Linked DNA regions of Mus musculus: regions 1, 2, 3, 4 and 6 are each linked to region 5. The links are chromatin contacts, called in public HiChIP or PLAC-seq, capture Hi-C and promoter capture Hi-C maps. All regions are on one chromosome and are shown on one strand. The core of a region is the stretch at or near the end of the contact, and the rest is flanking DNA. Distances in the headings are between cores, read along the strand shown. Region 1 holds the start of Fam183b (family with sequence similarity 183, member B). Region 2 holds the start of 2810021J22Rik (RIKEN cDNA 2810021J22 gene). Region 3 holds the start of H2aw (H2A.W histone). Region 4 holds the start of Mrpl55 (mitochondrial ribosomal protein L55). Region 5 holds the start of Irgm2 (immunity-related GTPase family M member 2). Region 6 holds the start of Fam114a2 (family with sequence similarity 114, member A2).

The links. Promoter capture Hi-C pulls out the DNA fragments that hold promoters and counts their contacts. HiChIP or PLAC-seq counts read pairs in DNA pulled down with a chosen protein or histone mark. Capture Hi-C pulls out chosen DNA fragments and counts their contacts.
Region 1: an H3K4me3 HiChIP or PLAC-seq map of the SCID.adh cell line shows a contact between it and region 5, with 5 times the contacts expected there. The contact joins the promoter of Fam183b here to the promoter of Irgm2 in region 5. A contact is called at or near these places in 2 of 39 promoter capture datasets (cranial neural crest and hippocampal neurons) and 1 of 115 datasets of contacts at active chromatin or transcription factors (the SCID.adh cell line).
Region 2: a contact with region 5 is called in an H3K27ac HiChIP or PLAC-seq map of embryonic stem cells, with 4 times the contacts expected there. The contact joins the promoter of 2810021J22Rik here to the promoter of Irgm2 in region 5. A contact is called at or near these places in 4 of 39 promoter capture datasets (embryonic stem cells, hematopoietic stem and progenitor cells, hippocampal neurons and 1 more) and 2 of 115 datasets of contacts at active chromatin or transcription factors (bone marrow-derived macrophages and embryonic stem cells).
Region 3: a contact with region 5 is called in a capture Hi-C map of macrophages, with 10 times the contacts expected there. The contact joins the promoter of H2aw here to the promoter of Irgm2 in region 5. A contact is called at or near these places in 4 of 39 promoter capture datasets (embryonic stem cells, erythroid cells, hematopoietic stem and progenitor cells and 1 more), 2 of 484 Hi-C or Micro-C datasets (CD4 T cells and Th1 cells), 3 of 115 datasets of contacts at active chromatin or transcription factors (CD4 single positive thymocytes, bone marrow-derived macrophages and thymic regulatory T cells) and 1 of 9 other capture datasets (macrophages).
Region 4: a promoter capture Hi-C map of embryonic stem cells shows a contact between it and region 5, with 4 times the contacts expected there. The contact joins the promoter of Mrpl55 here to the promoter of Irgm2 in region 5. A contact is called at or near these places in 2 of 39 promoter capture datasets (embryonic stem cells and hippocampal neurons) and 1 of 115 datasets of contacts at active chromatin or transcription factors (thymic regulatory T cells).
Region 6: a promoter capture Hi-C map of liver shows a contact between it and region 5, with 2.1 times the contacts expected there. The contact joins the promoter of Fam114a2 here to the promoter of Irgm2 in region 5. A contact is called at or near these places in 2 of 39 promoter capture datasets (embryonic stem cells and pre-B cells), 1 of 484 Hi-C or Micro-C datasets (B cells), 2 of 115 datasets of contacts at active chromatin or transcription factors (embryonic hindbrain and thymic regulatory T cells) and 2 of 9 other capture datasets (adipose tissue and liver).

Annotation. Positions count from the first base shown.
Region 1 is chr11:58,799,495-58,804,312 of GRCm38.p6, reverse strand. Fam183b (family with sequence similarity 183, member B) reads left to right here and starts at 2,353. Exons shown (of 4, transcript NM_029283.3): 1 at 2,353-2,552. The coding sequence starts at 2,420.
Region 2 is chr11:58,865,555-58,869,941 of GRCm38.p6, reverse strand. 2810021J22Rik (RIKEN cDNA 2810021J22 gene) reads right to left here and starts at 2,702. Exons shown (of 5, transcript NM_172403.2): 1 at 2,633-2,702; 2 at 936-1,127. The coding sequence starts at 950.
Region 3 is chr11:58,953,410-58,957,917 of GRCm38.p6, reverse strand. It overlaps H2aw (H2A.W histone), which reads right to left and starts at 3,233. Exons shown (of 1, transcript NM_178218.4): 1 at 2,726-3,233. The coding sequence starts at 3,180. The coding sequence ends at 2,788. It also overlaps the pseudogene H2bu1-ps and a transcript of Trim17 not described here.
Region 4 is chr11:59,201,030-59,205,609 of GRCm38.p6, reverse strand. It overlaps Mrpl55 (mitochondrial ribosomal protein L55), which reads right to left and starts at 3,124. Exons shown (of 4, transcript NM_001302336.2): 1 at 2,951-3,124; 2 at 1,355-1,438; 3 at 853-1,054. The coding sequence starts at 1,377. 2610507I01Rik (RIKEN cDNA 2610507I01 gene) reads left to right here and starts at 3,179. Exons shown (of 3, transcript NR_037964.1): 1 at 3,179-3,486; 2 at 4,031-4,117.
Region 5 is chr11:58,212,219-58,216,749 of GRCm38.p6, reverse strand. It overlaps Irgm2 (immunity-related GTPase family M member 2), which reads right to left and starts at 1,773. Exons shown (of 2, transcript NM_019440.3): 1 at 1,580-1,773.
Region 6 is chr11:57,517,244-57,521,632 of GRCm38.p6, reverse strand. Fam114a2 (family with sequence similarity 114, member A2) reads left to right here and starts at 2,989. Exons shown (of 14, transcript NM_026342.3): 1 at 2,989-3,060. Mfap3 (microfibrillar-associated protein 3) reads right to left here and starts at 2,968. Exons shown (of 3, transcript NM_180599.1): 1 at 2,921-2,968.

The sequences.
Region 1 (4,818 bases), core at 1,104-3,603, 590 kb before region 5:
TCGCTAGCCTAAAAGCAGGCTGTCACATAATGTATACATTTTCTTGGGAGGTGACATTTTTTAGATTCTTTAAATTGGAGTTATAGGGCCAATGATAAAAACAAAAATCTGTTCTGTTTGTATTTTCTAATTGTAACTGAACTTGTAACCCTGGACATGTAATGAAAAAAAAATCAATCGCATATTCTGTAGTACCTGGATAATCATTAATCTTTGATCTGTGAGACCTGCAGAAATAAATCGCCTGGTTGCTAATCACCCTGAGCACCATGGCCTGACTCCTCCCCCTGCCAACCCCTTATCACCTCCACAGGTTGACTGCCCTGTTAGCTTGGACCCTCACTGGGAAAGGTCCCTGGCACTGAATATCCCATAAGCATCACATTTTACCACTCAAATTGTTCCTTCGAAGTCAAACTATTCTACTGGTCCAGACACTCGAACCAGCCTCTGATTTTGCCCCATGCTGGCGAATTTTAAACATTCATTTCCTTTTCTTTCATCTAAATAGCCATCTTCATCTCCCATGCTCTAAAAATAGCTCATTGTGCTTTAATAGCCATCTCTTCTTAGGCTAGGATTCCTTCCTCCAGCCCTGTATGGAGCGTCCCAGATGCTAGGCTAATAGTTCAGGGTAAAGGACACTGTATGGATGGAGTACAAGCGAAATCTTATAAATTTTCCTCAAACAAACCATGTTGCTTGGAAGACTTTATTTCTTCTTACTTTCAGGAAGTCAGTGAAGACTCCAAGAGGCTGTTTTTAGCCTTGCTTGGAACACAGGGGCCAGGCATGGGTCACAAGGGCAATGCATTGATCTACTTAAACCAGTGTGATACAATCATCTGAATGTTCTAAGGGACTATATAATATAATGATGCAAGCAAACAGAACTGCAGACACCCAGTCACACACAAAACACCAAACACATACCTGCCTCTACTGTGCTGGGGACTGGGAATGTGGTGTGAGGGTGGGGGGAGGGGAGAGGCGGGAGGAGGATGTGTCTCACCTTAGGTAGCTTAGGCATAAACAAGTACATTTAGTGAAGTAACTAAGTTTGCAATAAAGCACCAACAGAGAAGGACTCTACAGCCTGCTAAGGCTTTTGAAAAGCGATTGCATGTGAGCTCACATAAATGTGGGGTATCCAAGAGGCAAAGAGCCCAGCAGGCTGAGGAGAAAAGCCGAGAGAAAAAAACTATGATGTCTTCTATAGATGTGGGGGATTGGGCAGCAATGGCCGCACACCTAACGAGTGCAATACTGTCTATCACACATCGAACATTCTGGGTCATAAATGAGTGAATGGATAAAAGATCACACGTTTTAGCATCTGTGTTTATCTGCTCATCAAAGCCAGGGTGGATCCTTTCCCTACTGTAGGTTACTTATGGCTATTTAAAAATAAATCATGTTATAGAAGATGCTTAGGGGTTGAACATAGGAATAAAAAGAAAGGTGGTGGTTGTCAGTTGAGTGGGGTGTCAGAGGACAGTTGCCTAAGGGTGAGTTTTAGAGCTGGGTTTCACACTATGCCCCTACTTCATGCAGCTGGACCGGATGCTTGAGAATATCGAAGACAGGAGATCTTAGAAGATGTGCATTTTACCACAACCAATCATTGAAAGTAGTTGGGTCTGGTGGGGCAGGCCTATTATCCCAGCAACTCAGCAGGCGGAGGCAGGAGGATTGCAAGTCCAACCTCTGCCTGGGCAACTTAGTGTGGTCCTGTCTTAAAATAAGAAGGGAAGGGCTGGAGATAGCGCTCAGGGCTGAAGCAGCTTCGCAGCATGCAGAAGCGCTGAGTTCAACCCCTAGTGTTGTAAAAATAATGAAATAAATCATTAAGATGTCAAATTACTTAGGTTAGGAAGGGTAGTGGTCCTGTTTGTTTCCGTGTACCAGTCAGATTATTTTACTTTCTGTTTCCCCACCCACCAGTGTGCATGTGTGTGTTAGAGGTGGTTTTTGTTTATTTTAATTCTGAGCACCTACTTTCAAACCTATTGGCTCTGGCCCCTCCCCAAATCATCTCTAGGAAGCGACCAGTCATGCTGAGGTGCACGTTTCAGCCTCTTCTTCCTGGGTGGTCCAAAGAAAGGCAGCTCTTTCCTAGCAGCGCACAGGACACAGGGGTGACTCTAGATCCAGAGGCTGAATCTGGGTCTGAGGACATTGGAGGAGGCCTAATAGATACCAGCAGCCTGAGAGCTGGGAGGGGTGGAGTGGACAGAAGCCAGGGAAAGGCTTTCTGGGCAGGTGGTGCTCCGAGCCTGGGCGCTGTTGCCTAGAGACAGAAAGGACGCTGTGGCCTGAACACAAGAGGAACATCCGTTGCCTGGAAACTGTAGAAGACGACCTTTCTCCTGGTAAGGGCAGGGCAGATAGCTTGACTTCTCAGAGCAAAAACATGGCCATGGCAGGACGTGTGGGGCAGATGAAGAATCAGGATGAAGTTCACCAGAATCAGATCTTGCGGGAACTCTTTCTCAAAGAGCTACGGGCACAGAAGCTGTACACGCAGTATCACGTGAATCCCCTGCGCAAGGGTGAGCTGGCCCAAGAGGGTTGGGAGGGGTGGGAGAGCACGTGTCCTCTGCCTCAGGTTATCTCTTTAGAGTTCAGACAGCTAAGCTTTGAGGGAATCGCTCCCCTTGTCACCCCAGGCACAAGAGATACATTAAAATGCATCCAGAATTAAACATTTTAGATGTAGAATAAAGAGAGATGATTAATGGGGTAGTTTTGCTTTTCAAACAATTGCCCAGGGTTTTTAATGTCTGCTTTTTGTTAGTAGTTTGGTCTCTTCCTAATATACCCAAAGGGGTTTGTCTTTGTATGGTTTGTTATTATTGCTTTGATTTTTTTGCTACAGCCCTCCTTAAGACTTAGAAGTGGTGGGCTACCAGGTGCAGAGCTTGACCATCCTCCTCACCCTGACCCCAGCAAAGTCACCCCTCCCCCTGGCCTCCCATGGCTTCCCTCCTCTGGGACTTCACAGAGCTCTGTGAAAATGCTTCTGGGCCTGAAACAGACTTATGTGTCCCACCACCTCCCAGCTGCCTTCTCTGGAGCAGCTGGGTGAATCTCTCCCATCCTCTGCTGCAATGCTGGCCTGGTTTAATCATCCTGTGTAAGCAGTTATTCGGATACCACTTCACCTCATTGCACATGCTGGTCACCGCCATCCCACACTTCTCCCAATTAACATCTGCACAGCCCAGTAAAAGGTCAGAATGCACACACAGACCTTCTATCCATTTAGGCCATTCACCTTCTTTCCTTTTCTTTTTTTCTTTTCTTTTCTTTTCTTTTCTTTTCTTTTCTTTTCTTTTCTTTTCTTTTCTTTTCTTTTAGATATTTTCTTTATTTACATTTCAGATGCTATCCCCTTTCCTAATTTCCCCTCCATAAATCCCCTATCCTTCCCCCTTTCCCCCTGCTCCCCACCCACCCACGTCTGCTTCCTGGCCCTGGCAGTCCCTTATACTGGGGCATAGAACCTTTACAGGACCAAGGGCCTCTCATCCCATTAATGACCGACTAGGCCATCCTCTGCTGCATATGCAGCTAGAACCACGAGTCCCTCCATGTGTTTTCTTTGATCAGAATACCCAAGATACAATTTGCAAAACACATGAAACTCAAGAAGAAGGAAGACCAAAGTGTGGATACTTCCATCCTTCTTAGAAGGGGGGAACAAAATACCCATGGAAGGAGTTACAGAGACAAAGTTCGGAGCAGAGACTGAAGGCATGGCCATCCAGAGACTGCCCCACCTGGGGATCCATCCCACAAACAACTACCAAACCCAGACACTATTGCAGATGCCAAGAAGAGCTTGCTGACAGGAACCTGATATAGCTGTTGCATGAGAGGTTCTGCCAGTGCCTGACAAATACAGAAGTGAATGCTCACAGTCATCCATTAGATGATGGAGCACAGGGTCCCCAAGGAAGGAGCTAGAGAAAGTACCTAAGGAGCTGAAGGGGTTTGCAGCCCCATAGGAGGACCAACAATATGAACTAACCAGTACCCCCAGAGCTCCCTGGCCATTCACTTTCTAATAGAGTGTTTGAAGCCCCACAAGGGTTTGAGATAGTCTGAGGGACTCTAAGCTACTCTCCTCCAAGCAGCAACCTTCCACCCACCCCCTCCCCCACGCCCCACTCCTATTTTTGCTACATATATTAAAAGACCAGAGAGGACTAGTCACTTTGTAAACATTTTAGTTGCCTCCTGCAGTTTCTGAGCAGAATTTCAACCCACCAGCCTGTAAGGTTCTATTGGTTCTGGCTCTGGTTCCTATCCAGCTCCACCCATTCTGAACACCTACATGGAGTCGCATCCATCCCATGCTACCCAAGATCCTTCAGTAAAGCCCTAGTTCCCACTCTGCTCTGTAGCAGACCCCGCCCCCACAGTCCTTCCTCCTTTCATTTCTGTAGAAATAGATTTTCTAAACGTGTCAGACCATCTCCTATATGTACGTGTTCCTTGTCCCCAGTGTCTGCCCCTCCTTAGCCATAGTGCACAGCAGCCTGGCTGTCTGCAGAAAGTGCGGAGACTTCACTTTGCCCGTCTGTAACCTAGTTTTCACCAGGATCCCTGACCACTAACGTCAGGAGGACTATTCTCCAGCTCTGTTTAAACATTGTCCATTCTAAGACTTAAGATGACAGCTTTCTCAGACACTGCTGTCTCCTGGCCCAGACTCCCTGGGTCCACTGGAATAAAATGGGAATTCACTGCAGTGTGTTGGTGCTTGCTGTCCTCCATAAGGATTTTGCTAATATACTGGACATGGCAAAGAGA
Region 2 (4,387 bases), core at 1,453-3,952, 650 kb before region 5:
CAGAGGCCTGAAGCACAAAAGTCTATGGTGGAACGGAAGGGACTGAAAGCACAACACAAGGATGATCATACGTTATCAGCGGGGCCATGACAGAAACTGAAATTCAGGGCCATGGAGGATAAAATGCTTGCTGTGTAAGACCGGAGTCCTGACCCCTGGAATCCACATTAAAGCCAGGTGGGTATAGTGGCTGCCTATAACACTAATACTTGGGAGGCGGAGACAAAGGATCCGCAGGGTAAGTGGGCAGGCTAGACCAGCCTGAAATGTGAGACCCGGCCATATAAAGAAAGTAACCAAGAAAGACATCTAACATTGTATTAGGCCTCTGCATGCCCACATGTGCACTCACATGCACATCTGTCCACTTGTATAAATATTCTCTCTCCCTCTCTCAATCTCTCTCTTTCACAAACACACACACATGCAAAAACATGAAATGGAAAATTTCCACATGAAGATCCCAGATAGTAGTTTCAAATATAGCAGTGATTTCAAGTAAGGCAGCTAGAGAATCGTGTTACCATTTAACTACAATTTAACCTTCCTTTGAAACACACGTGTCTGAGCAGCATTGGACAGTGACAAGTACGAATGCTATGCTCACCCCTGGGCTGGGGCTGAAGCACTGTATACCTCAATGCGCATGTGTTCATGAAGCCTGCTTAGGTGCCACAGGCCATGAGAACTGATCACATTCTCTTCCGGGGGTCATTTCAAGCTCGACCACAAATGGCCCAGGATCAGAAAAGCCAGTGACTAGTTGAAATTCAAATGACTCTAAGGCCTTTACATTGTAGTTATATATCAACATTATAATCTGAGTATGTCTGTGTATGCTTCTTTCATGTTTATTTTTCCATTTTGATTTTAGTTATCTCACAACGCACTTAAACCTCCATGTGTAACACACGGTCAGGGGCGACACCACTTACCACAATACTGCTCATTCTCCTCACTCGCCAAGGCACATGGAGTGCCCAGCAATTGTAGCTGGAGAAGCTGGGCAACAGAAGTGAGAAGTGAGGTCCTCGCTACGCCTCGTTTGTGGATTCCAATATCTCTACATAGTTGCTGAGTCAAAAAGCCAGAACGGTGCCTTACAGGTGAGCGCCACCACGGCAGATCTAAAGAACACAATCAATGAGAAATTAAACCTGCAGTTTATGCAGAGCTTAGTGAGAGTAGCTGCTGCTTGCTTTTTATTACCATGAAGACGTACCGCAGTGCTGTAGGAATGGGTGTTTAACGGGCATGGCGTGAATCATGAACGTGATGCAGGAATTACAGAAAACACTTGAACAGGGTTTCCTATTTCCCGTCAGTGCAGAGGTACCACACAGGACTCCATCCACAGCTCCTGGTTCACATATTTAAGTTTCACGGACAAAATGCTTTGTGCAATCTAAGCTTTCAGTCCAGGACTGTACATTTAAATGAACATGGCCCTGATTTATTGCACTACCTTGGAAATACTGTTGAAGCGGTGCCTGCCTGTGGTGTTTACAGATGGTGTCGCTCCCTCCCACAATGCCCATTAGCTCTGCCTTTTCATGTGCTCTGGCCAGCAGGGCCTCAGTGGGACAAAAGTATAGTTTTCAAATGAGGTCTCTCATGCTAGCGGGCTATGGTTATATAGTTCTGTGTTACCATGCCCTGTTCATACATCGAAATTTTAATCAAGGCTCCTCAAAGAAACTAAAAGTACAAGAGCCACAGGATCCAGGAATCGCAGGGACATTGCATGTTTCTACAAGTAATGCAATCACACTGTGCAAAGCAGCACGCTCCACAGCTTACCACTGTACTTGTGGCTTCCCTCTGGGCACAACACTATCGCCTCTCTCCATCTTGGAGCTGAGCCTGACCAGAAGTCTGTAACAATGACTCCACGAGGTACTGCAATAAACTGCAAGTAACACAGGTCTAGTGGTCATGGAGCTCAAGTTATACAAATCTAGTGGTAACTGTTACACTCTTAGGTAGAAGAGGAGTGGAGCTAAGGACCTTCATCTGGGATTCCAACCATTATCGCCCATGACACTTCTCACCTTCCTAGTGAGCTAGAGTATGCAGGAAATTACAAGTTAGCTGAATGTGGGGCTCCATGAGGTCAGCATCTATACTGGGTTAGGACGTGGTGGTCTGGGAGTCATCCATTCTCTCTGTATAAGTCCAACAAACTCACTGGAGAACCAAGCTGGGCTGTGGTGGAGTCCTTTCCTTGGTCATCCCCAAGGGCCCACCTGAGGCGAGCAGACATTTGTTCTTGCTGCAGTAAAAAGTCTGTGCAATTACCGTGCACTCTCCACAGAAGCCAATACACACAGGAGCCTTCCAGATAAGGGAGAGGCCAGGGGATGCCCCAGCACAGGTTCACCCCACACGTCGGGCTGCTCCAGGATCTAGGACTGTCACTGCCAGACAACGGGACACTAGACACGGCAGTTGTGGCACTGGGGTCAGGAGGAGGAGGAGGAGACGAGATACGGCTGAAGACAAGTCTCCTTGCAGCATCAAGGACCGAGGGCGACAGAGACTGGGAACTCAGCCCCGCGCAGGGCTCCCCGGATCGCACCATTTGCACAGCGCACGGCGCCCGCCCCTGCAGGCAGAAGCCAGCGGTACTCACCAGAAGGCAGGTGTCTGACTGCACACAGACGCCCAGACAGGCTGGCACAGGACTGAGGCCACAATCCAACCCCCTCGGAAACCGGAAGCAAGATGGCGACGCCGGAAATAGACCGGAAGTTCGCGGGAGCCGTCCGGAGTTCAGAACCTGTGAAACCGCCTTGGGGGCATATACAGTTTAGGGCATCCCGGTCACTCGTTAGTGACATCGTTGCATTTGGAATACATCGAAGCTCTAAAGTGGATGCTTTGTGAGGCCAAACCCAGAAACAACTGCTTTATGCCAAAAGAAAAAAAAAGTTTTAGCTGGGTGGGCGTGGTGGCACATACCTTTAATCCCAGTACTGAGGTGAACGGATCTCTGAGTTCCAGGCAGAGACCCTGATTCAAACGGGAAAGAAAAGGAGACAGAGAGGAGAGAAAGGAGCGGGGCGCGGAGAATATAAATAAATAAATAAATAAATAAATAAATAGATAGATAGATAGATAGATAGATAGATAGATAGATAGATAAATAAATAAATTCATTCTAGTGTGGCTGGAGACATGGCTCAGCGGTTAAGAGCACTATTCTTCCAGAGCATCCAGGTTCAATTTCCAGCACCTACATGGCAGCTCACAACCAGCACCCACTTAGGGGTGAGGGGAATCAAGAATTCTCTCAACTCTAAGGGCATTACACACCTATGGACAGACATACAGGCAGGCAAAACACTCATACATAAACTACCTATTTAGCCTCTACCATGCTCTCAGTAACTTTGGCCTTGCCTTTTTTTTTTTTTTTTTCGAGACAGGGTTTCTCTGTCTAGCCCTGGCTGTCCTGGAACTCACTTTGTAGACCAGGCTGGCCTTGAACTCAGAAATCAGCCTGCCTCTGTCTCCCGAGTGCTGGGGTTAAAGGCGTGCACCACCATGCCCGGCTCTTGTTTTTAAGACTTATATTTTATGTGTGTAAGTGTTTTGCCTGTATGTCTGTAATTGTACCATTTGCAAGTCTGGTGCCAGAGGAGGTCAGAAGAAGGTGCCAAAATGCCCCAGAACTGTAGCAAAACATAGTTATATAAATAGCCATGTGGGTGCTGGGAACTGAAGCCCTGTCCTCCTCAAAAGCAACAAGTGTTCTTAACCACTGAGCTACCCCTCCAGTCCCTGCTCTTTAATAGGAAACACTGTCGATGGGTAGATATGAAATCCAGAGCTTTGCAATCCTTGAACAGCATTCTAACTTTGAGCTACTCACCTGACCCAGTAATGAAGTTCTTAGGCGCTGACACTGTCAACTCCGTCTGTTTGCTTTTGAGACATTTCACACAGCCCAGACTGGTTTCAGATTCAGTATGTGGCTGCAGAAAACATTGAAGGTAACGCTGAGCTGATCCTCCAGCCTTCACAGGGCTATTAGGCTTGAGCCATGTTCTGGGATTATAGGCATTTACCACCACACTTGCTTTTTATAAATATATGTATATTTTACATATGCATGCATATTTCATTACAGAAAAATATACACACAAAACCATAATAGATGTTTTACAGCTTCAACAAGTACTTATGCATCTTTAAACTTTATTGCTTTAGTCCATTCCCTACCCTGTCTATCCATATATATTATTTTTAATTCCTCTGTTTGTAGTCAAGATGTGCATACATTGAATCTATAATTTTAAAAAATGTTTTATTAATTATGTGTGTGATAGGATATGTGCATATGCATAAGGTACTCAAAGAGGCTGGAGGCATCCATTTGAGTCTC
Region 3 (4,508 bases), core at 1,984-4,483, 740 kb before region 5:
GACATGTGGGTGAGCCCACAAGAAATAGCCCCACAGAGCAGAGACTAAGGTGGGAAGCAGGGCTGGAGGAAAGACCCACACCCAGAAGAGGAACACGGGATGCTGCGGAGACAGGCAGAGAGCTCCCACACACTGCAAACACTGTTCCGAGATATTTCCGAGGTTGGCTCAAGCTGCATCCTTCTGGAACCCTGTCTCTTGCCTTCAGCAGTGCACAGGAACACATGCAGAGTGGCTGAAATGACTCTAATACAGGCATGTGCTCAGAGACACAGTGGGCCAGGGAAAGACCTCCATACCTCCACACAACACCCATGCAGGCTGAACCTGGCAAGGCTATCTGCCAAGGCCTGCTCAGAGCTGCAGCAGAGTGAGGATCAGGTCCCCTCCTGCCTCTCCACATGGTCTCTCATGATGGCAGCTGTGGTACGAGGAGTTTCACCTTTTACCTGAGGTGGGTCAGTTTTACTCTAGAAAGGAAACACTGGACCAAATTTTTGTCCTCTTTCTGTCCTTAGGGCTTCCAGGCTTCCTTCATCCACCCTGCCCCTGACCCCCTTGTGAGTGGTGAGTGTGCACTGCACACCTCTGCATATATGAATGTGAGTGCAGGCACTCATGCTCTCATACATTAAGGTCTGAGGACAATCTCAGGTGTTGGTCTCAAATTCCAACCTTTTGCCAGGGTCTCTTGTTAGTCGCTGTTTATGCCATAGCAGCTGGCCTGCGAGCTTTCAGGGATTTTCCGGTCTTCCCTGGCAGCACTGGAATTAGTTAAAGTGCTAACCTGGCCCTGCATTACATGGGTTCTGGATCTGCTCAGGTCTTCATGCGAGCACACTGAGCGCATTTCTTAAGCCTTCTTCCTGGACCACATCTGGAAGGTCCATGCTTACTCTCTCCCCTCCTTCAGCTCCTGTATCTTTTGCCCGTTCTGGACATGAAGGTTCAGTCATCTTGTCCAGTCCCTTCACTGACTAATGCTCCGTCACAAGAACAGACAGTTTTGTGCTGTTCCTCAGCTGATGAATATTTGGGTTTCCTCTACCTTTTAGGTTTCATGACTGATAACTGTTCCTCCGCCTGTGTAGCTTATGTTATACACGTACTCTTATTTTATTGGGCATATACCTAGGAATGGATCATGGAGTGCTTGAATCCAGTGAACATTCTCTTTTCACATTGGTACTTCCCATCTGGAAATGATAATCCAGATGACCAGATCCTAGATCACAGCTGCTATGATTGGAACTTCCTTTAATTTTGTAGACACACTCAGAATCTGTGCTCTCTAGTTATTCACTAGCCACATATGACAGGGCAACTTATGAGCTGCGTCTTTACATTACATTTTACCTAAATGGAAATTAAATATTCCTTTTGGGTAGTGGTTGTGCATTTGACAGCAGCCTTAGAAGAGATGAGAAACTACCCTAGTACACCTCCCTCCACGATGCCTCTATAACACCATTAAATAAATGCTAACATAACCCAATTCCTAAAAAGTTTAACCTCCACTCAAGCGTTTGAGCAGCTACAATGACCTATGAACACATACAAACTAAAACTAGAACTAGAGATTCTAACTAAAAGAACATAAAGATCTCTGGAGGTCCAACCCTCTGGCTTTGTTTTACTGAGACCACCCATTTGCAGATGTATAATCTATACGCAGTCTATTGATCACTCTGTTAAGACTCACCGTTAAGGAAAATTGCTTATCCTTAGACAAATGGCTTTAAGACGTTGGTATTTTATGAGCAGCTCTGTAGTTACAGACGGTGTCTGAGGAGCCCAGGCTTGAACAGATCCAGTTTCAGTACAGTCTATATAAATTATATAATAAACATTATATAACTGTCTTCGTGGCCTGTATTGTTAAATTTTAAATAGTGTACAGCAGTTAACAGGGAAGAGGCCCAATTCTGTGCCATTTAAAACGATTTAAAGGTAACTCATTTAACCCCCTCCTCTCCCTTTCCCAACCACGCTCCTGATTTACCTGTAACTCAACCATTCGTCATGCTGCTTAAAGAAGTCACAATCATCTATAAAAGCATGTCCTTAGTATGATGCTGCTTTAAACTTTATGACAAAGGACACTGCTGTACTCTCACACCTAGTTTAACCAGAACCTGACAAATCACTTTGCTCCCCAAGGTTAAGCTACTTAAGTGGATCCGATTAACCAGTTCCAAAGGCCTGCAGGACCACCATGCTCATCTGTAATCCTACCACTAAGCAGGCTGAAGCAGCCTAGAGACCGGCTCCCCACCCCCACAAAGGAAACCAGCAAAACTCCAAAGTTGTAAATCGCCTTGTAACAGAACATTTATATAAACAAGTAGATTTGAAATACCAAGTCTCCCCTCAGAAACCTTTGAAAACCCCGTCCTAACTGGAAGACTTGAACATGTCAATTTAACCCAGTTTCAATAGAAACACTAGCATCTAAACCAGAACCTTATACTAATTTCTATTATTAAGTATCCCCTTAATGTCCAAACACGAACGTTAACTGCAACCTTGTGTCTGACACGGAGTGGTGGGGAGAAACTCGAACGCCTCCAACGGCCCGCAGGCCACCCGCAGATGAAGCCGTTGGTCTCCCTTGAGCTCCCCAAGCGCCGCACAGGGATGCAGGAATGCACGGAAGGAGTCAGGAGAACTGGCCTGGCCAGTAACTGGCGACAGGCTCAGTGTACAGCGCTTTCTAATGAGGTTGTGGGTGGCTCTGAAAAGAGCCTTTGGTGTCTGTAAAAGTCGCACTAACGACCGGTAGGGGCCTCACTTGCCCTTGGCCTTGTGGTGGCTCTCGGTCTTCTTGGGCAGTAGCACGGCCTGGATGTTGGGCAGGACGCCGCCCTGCGCGATGGTCACGCGGCCCAGCAGCTTGTTGAGCTCCTCGTCGTTGCGGATGGCCAACTGCAGGTGGCGCGGGATGATTCGCGTCTTCTTATTGTCGCGGGCCGCATTACCAGCCAATTCCAGGATCTCAGCAGTCAGATATTCTAGCACAGCCGCCAGGTACACCGGGGCACCAGCGCCGACCCGCTCCGAATAATTACCCTTACGGAGAAGGCGGTGCACACGGCCCACTGGAAACTGCAGGCCGGCACGGGAAGAACGAGACTTCGCTTTTGCACGAGCTTTGCCGCCCTGCTTGCCACGACCAGACATCTTCCACTGATAACCAAAAGTACGCAAAAACAGAAAAGAAACCTAGCGAAAACGAATTCGTAAGCGCCAGCAAGCTCTTATATATGATCAGGAGGGAGGCTAGACTGCACCTTCCTATTGGATGCCAACAAGAACCAATCAGAAAAGAACGCGGAGCCTTCCTAATTTGCATATGCCTTACCCCGCGATGACGTAATGTAAAATTGTATTCAATCAAAGGGAGTGATGCCTGATCCTTCATTTGAATGCAAGGCATACAAATATTCTTGCTACAGGGGCGTCCGCGTTTCCGTAGTACAACTAGACATTATGCCTGATCCATCCAAATCAGCTCCAGCCCCCAAGAAAGGCTCCAAAAAGGCGGTCACCAAGGCGCAGAAAAAGGATGGCAAGAAACGCAAACGGGGCCGCAAGGAGAGCTACTCCATCTACGTGTACAAGGTGCTGAAGCAGGTGCATCCGGACACCGGCATCTCGTCTAAGGCCATGGGCATCATGAACTCGTTCGTCAATGACATCTTCGAGCGCATCGCCAGCGAGGCCTCCCGCCTGGCGCATTACAACAAGCGCTCGACCATCACGTCCCGCGAGGTGCAGACAGCCGTGCGCCTGCTGCTGCCCGGGGAGCTGGCCAAGCATGCTGTGTCCGAGGGCACCAAGGCAGTCACCAAATACACCAGCTCCAAGTGAGGCGCGGCGAGGGTGCCCTCAATTCAAAGGCTCTTTTCAGAGCCACCCATACAGTCGTTAAAAGGGTCTTGAACACAGTGCGGGCCACTGACGATTGCCACGCGCCCGAGGCGTTCCCTGACACTGGGTGCGGCCAAGTCCGATTTTTGAGCGAGAAATGTGGGGGTATGGCTGCTTTGCCCTTCCTAAGCGTAGAGTGTGAACGACAGCTGCAGGAGCAGGCAAGGGGCGTGAGTCCTCTCCCCAAGCCTGAAGTTTCGGTGGGCGAGGTCACAGTGAGGTGGTATTCTGGATGTGGGCCCCCTTGGTGGCCTCTGAATCTGTGTTCCCTTTAGCACCCTTTCCATCCTTTTCTGGAATAGAGAGGCGTCTTTAGCCCCTGAAAACTATTCTGACATTATATCATGTCAATAAACCCTGCACTAGCAGTATGCTGGAAACGGGGCGGGGGGAGGGGCGGCACACCGCAAAGCCTGTGTGCAGGAGCTAGGATGTAATTAGCCTGAGCTGCCAGCAAGCAGTTTCAGTGGTTAGGGGATGGGAGGTGGGAAAGAGTTCCGTTGTTTTGAGCAAGAGTTGTTCCCCTAAAGCTGCATAATTTTCTGTGAAGCATTAGTAAAAGAATAATCCACACTCAG
Region 4 (4,580 bases), core at 1,875-4,374, 990 kb before region 5:
GGAGTCAGAGAATGACAGAGAAAGACACCTGTACCTCTTTACCCGTCTCTTTATCCTTCTATCCTTCTGTTTCGTTTTGAAGGGAAATGTTTTTCTGTTCTTCTCCCCTTAACTCAGGGTATGCTTGCTTAAGACTGAGTCTTATTTAGGCCAAGAAAGCCTTGACCTCACAGCAGTCACCCTCAGCCTCCAGATGCTAGGATTATGGATGTGTGCCACAATGTGCAGGGGTTTGTTGTTTCTTGGTTTTTTTGTTTTTGTTTTTTTCGAGTCAGGGTTTCTCTGTGTAGCCCTGGCTGTCCTGGAACTCACTCTGTAGACCAGGCTGGCCTCGAACTCAGAAATCTGCCTGCCTCTGCCTCCCGAGTGCTGGGATTACAGGTGTGCGCCACCACTGCCCGGCACACAATGTGCAGTTTTATGTGGTCCTGAAACTAAAGGCTTTGTGCCTACTAGGCAAATACTCTACTAATTAGATTACACCCTGTCTAGATTGGTGTTTTGTTTTGTTTAAAAAAAAAACAAACCAGACTTGTTAAGCCTGGTATGGTGAGATAGGCCTATATCTGAGCACTTAAAAGAGGTTGAAATATTAGGTCAAGGTCAGCTTCAGCTGTGTATTCATAAGACCCTGTATCAATAAAACAAGAACAAAATCCAGAAAAGAAAGTACCAATTTGTTTGTTTTAATTTTAGTGACTGGAGTTTTTGGTGTAAATCCCACCAACAACCTGTTCCCTTCCTCCTGCACTATAGTAAAAGGACTGTACCTACATAAGCAACTCCACTCCCAAGTCCTGGCCTTGGGCCCTACCACTATGGCTCAGCAAGTACCTACTGAAGGAAGCTTACCGCCAGCATGCGTCGTGGCTCCCGGTATCGGATATGGATAGTGGAGCCGTCCTGCTTGACCAAGAGCACAGGGTAGAGGCGAGCATAGGCTTGGCGGCGCAGTCGAGTGAGTGAAGCCCTGCTGCAGTCAGCTCTCCAAGGGGATGTGTGTAGGTGGCGGGGTGTAGGTAAGGCTGCTCTCACACCACAATGCCTCAGCAGGCTACGGACAGACGTGCAGGCACTGGTTGATAGATGGTAGTGCAGCAGATGGCACCAAATGCCAGGCTAGCCAGCCACTGTCAGGCTATGACAGAGACCTGCCCAGAAACTATCTAGCAATGATTGACGGCTTGCATTTAAGGACCTCCATTGAACTACACTAGCAGAGTCAAAGAAGAGTATAATGGAGGACTCAGGGAACAACGGGCCTTCCAACACTGATGAGAGAGATACCAGCCCCTTCCTGGAGAGGGCAGGGTGTCTTGGGGAGTCCCTGAAGGGACTGGAATGTTATGCTTACCTAAGCAGAATGGCCAAAGGCATTGTTTTTTCTTAGCACTTTGATGGCAGGAGGAAACAGTCACTGGCCCCGACGTAGGCCCTGCTAGGCAAGGGAAACAACAACAAAAACCAGTTTTCCCCCTCATTTGATTATTGTCCTAAAATCCTGGCCTGTGGCTAAGTCAGACCCAAGTGCATCTCTGGTTATCCAACTGACAGATTGTCAAGCTTTCTGTTGTACAATAGCATGGTATTTATATGACCTGTACACCTGTTCAAATACTCCTGAAAGAATACAAAGCCGGGTGTGGAAGTGCATGCTTGTATTTCCAACGCTCAAGAGTCAGAAGCAGGAGGTCAGGAATTCAAGGATATCTTGTTAAACAGGGAGTTAAAGGTTAGGCTGTCTTACTTGAGACTGTCTCAAAAAAACAAAACAAAACAAAAAAAATCTAAGAAAACTGAAGTGAGGGCTTGTGAGATGGCTCAGGGGTTGGGAGCACTGACTGCTCTTCCAGAGGTCCTGAGTTCAATTCCCAGCAACCACATGGTGGCTCACAACCATCCGTAATGAGATCTGATGCCCTCTTCTGTGGAGTCTGAAGACAGCTACAGTGTACTTACAAATAATAAATAAATTAATTAATTAAAAAAAAACAAAACTGAAGTGAACCTAAGGGTTTACAAACACCATATAACCGTTTTTTTCACCTGTTTTGTTTAGAAAACAAAAAACCCTTATGTTCAATACAGACTCAATTTAAAAAAAGTTATCTTCAATATGTGGTTTGGATTCTTCAATAAAGAAGATTGGGTGTAGGCCAGGCATGGTGGCGCATGCCTTTAATCCCAGCACTTGGGAGGCAGAGGCAGGTGGATTTCTGAGTTCGAGGCCAGCCTGGTCTACAGAGTGAGTTCCAGGACAGCCAGAGCTATACAGAGAAACCCTGTCTTGAAAAATCAAAAAAAAAAAAAAAAAAAAAAAAGAGATTGGGTGTGTGTCACTTGCCAGTTTATCCTACTAGCCCTCTGGCCTCAGATTAGAAAGTCCTTTTGGAGGCTTTTTACAGCAGCTACCAGGGTTCTATCCTTAAAAGACTGAGGCAGTTTTCAATGGGACAGAGGCCCACCCAATTCCAGAAGTTTATGGAACCACAACCCTCTTGTGCGGGGTAAGTGTGGAGTGCTTGGTTCACTTTCTTTTTAACATCCTTTTAGTTTCCATAGCAATACTGTGAGAAGACTATTATAAACTCCGCTTACAAACGGGAAAAGAAGCTACTTTCAATGCCAGAAGTGGTCCGGCAGGTAGAAGTAGAGCGTCCCACACTCAGCAAGATAGAACCTGTGGGCGTGCGCAGAGATTAGAAAGTTCCCACCTAAGGAGGGAACCGCAGGGTAGGGTACCACTGCCTCGAAAGAGGTGATCCCGCTGGTCAATGTCCCAAGTTCGGGTCCTTATCCTCTCTAGCCACGTCGACTAGACCCGGGGTCGTCTGTGCAGACGTCCCCTCCCATTTTATCCACCCGACGCGCAAGTCGCTCTCCCATTTACCCCTCAGTGTTGGGGCCGGTTGCTGCCGGCACCCAAGAAACGCCAACCTGCAGCCGCTACCTTAGCGTGGGAGAGACCTCGTAGACCCGCCGTGCAGAACTTTACTCGATAGGTGGGAAACTGAGGCCGAGCCACGCAGGGCCACACAGGGAACCCGTCCCGTCACTGTAGATGATAATCCTTCACCATAACCCAGATGTCCTGAAGGCGCCCGCGGCGCGCGGTGATGACGCCACGGAGCGCAGGGCGGCCGTCCCCATTAAGGGCGGAGTAAGGCCAGGTGGGCGTGGTTGGAGCCAGCTCTCGTGGTGGGGTGGGGGTGGGGTTTCTGGTTAGTTGTCCAGGTTCTGGCGTCGCTGCGGGTGGCGAAACTGAAGTAGGCTAGGTCGACGGACTACCCAAGGCCAGAGAGTGTGGGCGGGAGGCCGTCGGAATTCTGTGACTTTCTGGGGTGCAGGCAGCACAACGCTGTGCAGTGCCTGGACGGAAGCCAGACAGCATTGCTATGCACCGCTGGGCGGTCCCTAAGTTTCCATGCCTGGTTGTTCTCAAGGTTTGCTCCGGATCTGATAGTCGCCCGTGACCCCTTTCCGCAGGTACATGGCTTGTCTTGGGTTCGCGGTGGAACATCCAAGTGCCAAGTTGGGTTGGCAAAACAGCTAAGGTGAAGGAGTTGGAGTCACTCGTGAGGAATATCTTTAGAGAACAGTCGGCTCTTCAGAACCAAAGAGCACAGGACTTTCAAGGACCCCACTAGTGTCTCGTGAGTGGTCCTGAAGCTCTCCGCCGTTTTGAGCTTATGGCAGCGGTTTATTGTAAGCCCTGGAGGTGCGCTGCTGTGCAAGCTGCAGGACTCTCCACAAAGTTTCTCAGGATGACTACACAAACTTACTTATGTGCTGCCTTTAGAGGACGTTGCCACATTTCGCCCCTGGCGACATTGTGGCAGATCTTTTTCCTTCCCCATTTCTGCTTTTTCCTGAGTTACTTGTCTTTTACCATCGTCCCTCTTGGGTTGCACTGATCAATTTAGTTCCCTGTCTCCTCCTAGGGCTATCCAGCATGTAGTCGGGGGTCTACAAGGGACACAAGGAGAAGTGGGTTTGTTTGTTTGTTTGTTGCTTTTTTGTTTTTTTGCAGCCTGGCAGCCAGCCTCTGGAGCTCATCTCACATAATGGCCTGCAAATGTCGTTATCAGGCACCAGAAAGCAGGGAACTCTTGCGACGGTAAGCTGGTGCCTATAGAATTTCCGAAGAGGACTCTCTAGCCACCTTACAAAGTCAGGTGATCTATCAGCCAGTGAGCTCTGGCAAAGGCTGAGGAGTGGCATTGGCATTGTCTGAAGGAAGGGCTGGTAAACTTTTCTGCTTCTCTTGTAAGCAGTCCTCTTGTTGAGTCGTCCTGTCAGGGCAGATGGCAGGGAGTCCTCTGGGTGCTGCTGAAAGTGATGTATTAGGTCAGCGAGTTCCAGCAGAGGGTACTCAGTTTGGGGGACAGGTGATGGGGGCATCACACACCTGGTGGTGGGTTTGCTTTGAGTCTATGAGGCTCTGAGACCTCAGATGTGTCTTCCTTTCTCCACTGAATCGATCACTAAGTCTTGAGACTCATTTTCACTGTTTGAGGTTCTGTCTGTTGTCCCAGTTAAGGGGACCGGAAATATCTTCGAATACAGTGATAATAAAGAAA
Region 5 (4,531 bases), core at 524-3,023:
TTTATTTGAAATATTTATTTAAATGCTATTAAATGTATATTTTATATATACATCCATGTATATACTGTCACACTGATTTATTTAAATGTGTTGGAGGTGTGTCAAGCACGCCGGGTGCATTTGTGACAGTTAACAGGCAACTTGTGGGTGTTGGTTCTCTCCATCGACCACATGGGTCCTTGGGGTCAAACTTGGGTTTTCAGGCATGGCAGCAATCACTTTTACCCACTAAGCCAGCTCACTGGCCCACGACCTATTCTTTTATGCTATTATTATAGACTAATAAATCACATGCATTTTAAAATGTAAATCGGAGTCTAATATGTGAGTAAAATTAGCCCATGCTAGTCTAAGACTCGCCATGGAAACTTAAACTGAATCTTCTGCCCCCAATTCCTACGTCCAATGCTTTACAAGTGTGAGCCACCTCACCGAGCTCAACTATGCAAACATTGAAAACTCACACTTAGGAAGAGATTGCCTATCAAGTACTCCACACAGTTCTTCCCTCATCCAGCAACTCTGAGGCTCCATGAGAGGGGCTTCCAGAGATGTGGGGAACAGCCTAAACTAGCTGTGGATCTGAGCTGTCAAAAACTTTTGTGAACACAGACCCTATTGGACCCTCAATCCTACCTTGTTCTTTATCACTTCACCATTGTGGGGACACAGGGAATTTCCGGGTGCTACTGATTCCAGGAAAGGGTGGTGATCCACCCCATGGTCAGTGGGAACAGCCTTGGACCCAGCATGCTTTTGGTAGGTGGTGTTTAAAGCGTCCCCCCGCCCCCACCGTAATTATCTATGAAGGACTGAGCTGGGTGGGTGCCTGTGGTGTGCCAGATTTTCTAAAGCGGATGAAATATTTGAACTGGTTTTGTCTTGGTTTTAATTTTTTAAATTTAATTTTATTTTAATTTCTTTATTTTTTGGTGTTTTTGGTTTTTAGATTTTGGTTTTGGTTGGTTGGTTGGTTGGTTGGTTGGTTTGGTTTGTTTGTTTTAAAAGGGCCCGTGAGACGGCTTACCAAGTAAACACACTTGCCACCAAACCTGATGATGTGAGTTCGATTGTGGAAGGAGAGAATCAGGTCTGCAAGTTGTCCTCTGATTGCCACAGACACACAGACACACACACTAAATAAATATCTTTTAAAATAATTGAGCTGAGAACTATACAAAAAGTTTCCTTAGAAACTCCATCTTTCAAGTTCCAGTCTCTATCTGCTCCGAATAAAGAGCACTGTGTTTACATAGTCCCGGGACATCCAGATACCCGGGAGAGGTTCTGATCCTGGACTCTGGCCAATAACTGAGAGACTGAGTAAAATCCCACCTGTTTTCTCTTAACTAGGCCCCCTCAGAAGACCCACAAACCCAGGGATACCCAGGTAAAAAAAGAAGCACACTGCTTCTCTCTGGTGAATTGGAAGGACTTGATTCAGCCAGACACCAGGCACTCCGATCCTGAAGACAGTGCAGGAGGGTGCCTCCTGCACAGGGTGCCCCAGAGGAACACCTGACCCCAGACTCCCCTGCCCTGAGCAGGTTTATAGGCCAAGCAGGAGCCCCTCACCTACCTGCTCAGAAGCCTTACAAAACTGCAATCCAGGCTCAGGACGGTCAGGAGAGAGAGAAGTGTGGTGGGGCAGGGTCCTGTGGGGAAGAGCGATTAGAAGAGGCAGGAGCAGCTGAAGGGCAGCCTGAGCTCCTAGGTTTCCTCTCAGACCCTGCTCTATCTATGTTGGCCCAGATGTAAGTCCCCAACTTCTAGGCGTGAGCCCTGCCTGCCTCCTCCCCAAGGGGCGGGGCCTGGTGCCCGAACAGCTTTCAGTTTCAGTTCCTGGAAATGGCTAGTTTTCGGGAGTTAGCACTCAGAGGCCAAGTTCTTCTTCAGAGGGGGGAGGAACTCTGTCGGCCGCTGGCCAGTTGGGGAGGTCAGAAGTCTGCCCGTGAAGCCTGCCATTCAGACTTCGGTCAGAGCTGCCTGGACTGACCCTGCTACCTCCCTTCCCGGAGCCCCTAGTGCTCAGATGATAGCACCTAACCCTGGGAGACGCTCATCTTCAGATCCAGTGCGTTCCAGAACTATGGGAGTGATAGGGTTTGAGGATCGCCGAAGGAAGACCCCCGACTCAAATAGTATATAAAAGAAAAGTCAGTGTATTCTGCAGAAATTACCAGCATTCTGAGGTCAACCATTCATCAAAATGGCGGCAGCCTGAGGGGCTTTAACGCAGGGGAAATTTTCAGAAGCGTTAGGTAACCTCTACTATGATCAGTAAGGGGCAAAGCAGTGACATTAGTACAATTTTTATTGGTTACTAGGTTAGTTTCATTATATTTGGTGAGACCTTGAAGAAGTTCAGACAGGAGCTCAGCTCTGGTCTTGGTATCTTCTCCAGCCATGTGTCCCAAGATCTAACTCAGCTCCAGACTGAGTCAGGGTCGGCACTGATCTAGGCTTATTGTCAGTGGCTTCCTCTGAGGATCCCAGTGTGCTTCCCCGGGGAACTGAAATGTTTCTTTCCCAGGGTTCTTAGTGGACCTCTCAAGAGCAGCAGACCCTTCACAAGGCTGCTCCTTGTAGCTGCTCCCCTTGTTCACTAGTTCTCTCGATCCCTCCTACCAGGGAGCCCTTCTAATCTACCCTGTCATCTTACCCTATCTCCAGTGTGGTCTCTTCTCACTCGTGATTCCTCAGAGTTCAGGAGACACAGTACCTGGCTTGCCCTGTGTTATTGATGACCTTGGGAGTAGAGGCCTGTAACTATTAAGCTGGTGTCCGTATTTCACACCACAGTCAGAACAGGTCTGGGGGTTTCAGGGCAAGGCTCATTAAAGAACCCATCAATGTCAGATCCCGAGGATATCCTGTGGACCATGTGTGGCAAGCCTACCTTCTATCGGTCCCTGACTTCCTCTTCCCTCACTCTTCAGTGTCTGGGCTGCTCTGAGCTCCTCCAAACTCCTGCCTTGATGTTCCAACAGGTGGAGAAGTGCTTCCCAGGGCCACACAACATCCTCCTCCCCTCCAGTCCTCAGCCTGGGTTGGTCTCTACAAGACAGCTGCACTGTCCCAAGGTGCTGTTACCTGCTTGATGCCTGCTGTTTTTTTTAGTCAGGGTTTCTATTCCTGCACAGACATCATGACCAAGAAGCAAGTTGGGGAGGAAAGGGTTTTTTTAGCTTACACTTCCACATTGCTGTTCATCACCAAAGGATGTCAGGACTGGAACTCAAGCAGGGCATGAAGCAGGAGATGATGCAGGGGCCATGGAGGGATGTTACTTACTGGCTTGCTTCCCCTGGCTTGCTCAACTTGCTTTCTTATAGAACCCAGGACCACCAGCCCAGGGATAGCACCACCCACAAGGGGCCTTTCCCCCTTGATCACTAATTGAGAAAATGCCTTACAGCTGGATCTCATGGAGGCATCCCTCAAGGGGGGCTCATTTCTCTGTGATAATTCCAGCTTGTGTCAAGTTGGCACACAAAACCAGCCAGGACACCTGGTTTCCCCTTTCCAGGACAGCACAGGCTCTGGAGCACCCAGCCCAGCACGGAGGGTCTGGGATCCTCCCCCATGCTTATTATGCAGGTCAGCAGCTCCTGCCTCACACCTACCCAAGTAGTTGACCTCTATGCACGTGTCTTGGGCCCAGAGTAGGTCAACCGAGTCAGCAGAATATATTAAACGCAGAGGCTGGAGACGGCAGTGGTTACTACTGCCTGTGAGCGCCCTAAGAGCTCTGTAACAGCTCCACAGATCTCACATCCTCAGTCCATTCTGGGAGCAGCAGATGGGTGTGACCATGCACTTGGGGATGCTTCACAGTGAATGTTACTAATTTTTGCATCTGATGTGTGTTATTATTAGGGCTGGGATACGAGTACACACACACACACACACACACACACACACACACACACACACTACTCCTTTACCTGGGATTGGAGGCGACTGGAGAAATACCTCAGAAGGAAGAGCACTTACCTACTCTTCCAGAGAACCTGAGTCCAGGGCTCAGCAACCATGTCAGGCAGCTCACACCTGCCTATAATTCCAATAATTCCTCTGCAGGCATCTGCCACCCCCACCTTCACCCCCATATCATACACAGATATGTATGCAGAAATAAAATAATAATTCTTTTTAAAATGTATGTTGGCGGATGCCATGCAGGAAGAGCTGCAGTGGACGAATGGGCTCCCTGGAGATGGCCCACCATCTTACTCAGCTCTGATGAGTGTGCTCTGGTGAGGCACAGCCCAGAGACTTCATCCCAGGATTGCTTCTTGCTACTGATGTGCTGCCTCGTGGAGGTCACTGCCATACACCTCATTTATCTGACTTGGTGTGAATGGACACCAGAACATCTTCGCAGCCTACAGCTGGTGTGATTACTTCCTGGGTGATAGCCCACCCTATTGGGCAGATTTCTTGCAGATCAACACGAAGATGAACTTTCATGAATTAATGCTGTTCAGATGAATTAATGACTTTATAGAGTTCCTAATTTGACTCAAAT
Region 6 (4,389 bases), core at 1,740-4,239, 700 kb after region 5:
AAGCCTATCACGCTACCCCCAGACATATGGACGATTTCAGCTCAAATGTCAACATATTTTCTGGCACAACAAAAAACATTTTCTGTATCCATCAATGGTAGTTTGAACAGGTTTGGCTCCCACAGATTCATGTGTTTGAGTAGTTGGCCTATAGGGAATGGATCTATTGGGAGGTGTGGCCTTGTTGGAGGAAGTGTGTCACTGGAGGGGTGGGCTTTGAGGTCTCCTATGCTCAAGCCCCACCCAGTGTGGAATTCCAGTCTCCTGTTTAGCTGTAGAACTCTTAGCTCCTCCAGCACCATGTCTGCCTGTATGCTGCCACGCTTCCCGCCATAATGGACTGAATTTCTGAAACTAAGCCAGAGCCAATTAAATGTTGTCCTTTATGCTTTGGTTATGGTGCCTCTTCCCAGAAATAAACTCCTAAGAAACCATCCTTTTTAGAGCTTTGTCTAAATGCCAGTATCTGACTTGTATCCTTTTTTGGCACAGCAGTGACTGGAAGCGGGTGGCAGGATGTCTGAGAAACGGGCTTAGATTCAGGACCTTCCCACCTCATTTTCTTTCCTCTGTAGTCTGAAATTAAGGAAGTTGCCACTGTATCTTTAACTCAGTAGATAAAGCCCATCACGGTAACCCCATACACAGCTTAGAGGGAATCCACTGAAGCCTTCCAGTTTTGTAACGCCAAAATTATAGGATTATATAATTTAGTGGTCAGAAGAATGGGCTCTGGAGTTACACGTACCTGGTCCTTGTTCTGAGTGAAGCCCAGTCTGGAAAAGCCTTTGTTTTCACATCTACTGAATGGGGTTAGTAACGGTAACAATCCTGGAATGTCTGGAAGCATGCATGGATGTAGGTACATTACAAATACATGCTATTGTCATTATTACACTTTTTAAGATACTTTCCAGTTAGGTCCTACTGTATCTGCCTAGATCACAGTCCTTTTACCCCATCTGGGTACCACACTTATTTAAATCCAATCTAACCGCTTGTGATATATCCAAATACTGTCTTTCAAAGAAAAACAAAATCTATTAGGAGACTTCTCACTATTTAGGAGATAAGCTTAAAACTTCAGATAGCAGTTGTAACACTCTGGGAGTTCAATATGTAGGAACAGTGCACACGTGCACAAACTGCCTGAAATAGTTTGTAATTTGGTATGGTCTTAAGTTGCACCTTTATCACTTGCTCTGATGTGCTCGAGGCCGCTTAGTTTCCATATCTGGATGCTGATTCCATTATCATCCCCTTCTTTGCCTAGAATCATACAATGTTTCCAGTCCCCACACAAAGCTTCAGTTACGTGTGTCTTACTCTCTACTGTCTCTAAACTGTCTTCAACCTCACATTCTGGTTCTAGTTGTTCCTTTTGCTTATCATTTCCTTTCCCCAGTAACAGCTTCCCATGAGAAATTAGAGAAACTGTGTTTCTGAGAAAGGTCTCATGTAGTCCAGGCTGGCCTCGAATTTGCACTCCAAGGTAAACTTGAGCTCCCCTCCTGCCTGTACCTCCATCTGCTAAATGCTGGGATCACAGACCTGTGCCAGTACTTCACCTGGAAAATAATCTTTATAGAAATGTCAGTTATCATTTAGTGACTTACCATTTTAAAGCTACTTCTTTTTTTGAGAGTAGTTTTGATTTCTTAAATGGAATGTACTGGCAGTAGTAATCTATTTAAACAAAACTCTTCAAAATTCTTGGTAAGTTTAAGTGCAATGGACTCTAAGACCAAAATTTTTCAGAATTGTCACTATAATACTAATGGCAACATGTAAAAGACAAGACAGTTACTAGTGGCCCAAGATACATTCCTATACATTTTTCCTTTACAAAAGAAAACCAGAAGAAATCTTTTTTCTGGTTTATTTGTTGGACCAGACGTTTTTGTTTGTGACAGGATGTGGTTACTTAGCTCTGGCTGGCCTAGAGTTCACAATGTAGCCAAGGCTAGCCTTGAACTTGCAAATCTTCAAAGGAACAGGCATTTAGTAAGGTCGTAGAGAATATCAGCATACGGAAATGTAAAGAATTACTATTGAAAGTAAAGTCAAACATTTGAAGGGTTTTAGGAAGTGGCAGTTACATCTGAACACTGATGTAAGGGATTGAACAGAGGAGGGGAATCTGTTCCTTTTTTTTTTTTTTTTTTTTTTTTTTTTTTTTTGTGCTCAGGATCAAACCCAGGGTCTTGCACATGACAGGCAAACGCACTCCCACTTAGCTATACACCAACACAACACAACAGCGAGACACTCGAAAGCAAGTCTTTAGGGTTTCAGGTGCCCCCCCCACCCCATATTTTAACACAATTTTGCTTAATGTCTTCTTGGATAAACTGCCCAGGGACAAATGAAGCGATGCACTGCACATCTAAAATTACAAATCAAAAGCATATCACTCTCCTGCTTAGAAACTATCAATTACTTCCCATCGAGTTCCAAATTTTAAGTCAAACGCCTGGTCACCGACCTCACAAAGACCCAGTGCCCAAGTTCTCCGCCCCCCCCCCCCCCCCCCGTCTCCCTTTACTATTTATTCAAAACCTCTACTCCTCCTCCCTACAGGCAGGCTTCCCCCTTCTCACTTCCTCACTCAGTTCCGTTCCATCACCGCATTTAAACTTGGACGAAAGCACTTAACTACCCCCTCAGATTCCGTTGTTTTGATGGTGGTGGTCTCCCTTCCTCACCACCTTTGCAGTGAGCTGAGAGCAGGGCCCGCCCTGAATTCCCAGTTTGTGTCCCGGATCGTCGCTGGCCCTCGAGTATTCTGGAAATACCTCATGGCGGAACCCCGACACCCACACCCAGCCTTCACGGAGGGCGGACATCCTGGCATCCCCCGTGTCCAGCTTCAAGCATCCTTTACCTCTCAGGAAGCCACCGGAGCAGCGGATTCACTCACCTCTCTGCAGTCAGCGCCTTCCGCCCTAGAGGATGCTTGACCCGGAAGTACTCCTCGACGGCGACCCCGCCTCCGCGCTGAGGTCAGGAGTACTTCCGCGACGGTCGGGTCGGATCGGCGAGCGAGCGGCGGTGGCCGCGGTGAGGGGCGGTGTCGGGGTTGTGGGGCTTCCGGGTGAGGGCGGCGAAGGCTGGGGGGTCTCGGGGTCACGGGTTGAGGGGCTGCAACGCTTCCAGCCATGTTTGGTGGGCTTGCCGGCCGAAGGGCTGGAGAGCTTGTTTACCTGAGGCCTGGGGGTGGGACCTGCGTGCGGACGTGCGGAGACGAGAGACCCGCCACGTTAGCTGGGGAGTCGCCGCAGCCTGCAGCTGGGGCTCCCTGTCGCACGGACCGGCGGCAGCGCTGACCCCAGGCTCGGCTTCCAGCTAGTCAGCCACGCCAGCCACGCCGCCTCCGGGTAAAGGCGATGGTCACGCGTGTGCTCTGGGCATATTTGTGTCTCGACTGTGAGGCGCCTTGTTTGACTTCTCCAGTCACCTGGATTGTTCTCCTCCAATCAGGAAAAACCATACCCGGAAAACATTAAATAGTACAATTCCGTATGTCTGGTATGTGTTTAATCTTACTTATAGGAACGGTGGAGAGGGACATCACCACTCACGAATCTTGTCTCCTGACTCAGCCTAAACTCTTGGCACGTCCTCGATGCTTATTAAAATCTCTATTGTGCAAGTGAAATAATAGGGACAGCTGGAGTTTACTAATCGGAATGTTCTAGTTTCATAAAATTTAAATGAACGTATGCAATATGTGCGTTCTATTTGCTTACATAGAGCAAATCGAGAGACTATATATTATATGTTGTAACTCGGAGAAAGAAGAAAAAGGTAGCTCTAAAACAGTGTCTATACAGCTGCAAGAACACCTTCTGAACTTTGGGCAAGCATGTCGGTGTCTTTTTGTTAGATCAGCCTTTGGACTGACAGGGGCAGAAATTGCCTTACATATCTTCTCTGTCTCCAGAACTGGGTCCATATGCAAAAGGTTCTTGCCATGAATAAGTTAAACGAGTTATTTTTCTATTTTTCTGAGTTAGTTTGCATGGCAATTGGTACTTGTGTATGGAATTTTTTTTTTCTATGAGTTTTTGGGACAGTTTAATATATGCATATCGTGTACCCATAGAGTCTAGGCAACACCTTTTTTTTTTTTTTTTTTCACGTGGAAGAGGTTTTATTGGGAGGGAGAGACAAGATGGCAGCAGAAAAAGAAGAGGAGAGGAGGGAGAACACTAGGCAGCATATTCTTGGTCTACCTTTCTAGCCTGTCACCCTTGCTTCTTCCCTAATAGAGACATGACTCTAGGGGATTATATCATGGCTCCCTGACCTTTCTTCTGTGCTGTCTCCATACCCTTTGTTTGTTTACCTTCCTGTTGCTGTGATAAGATACCCAGACAGAAACAAGGA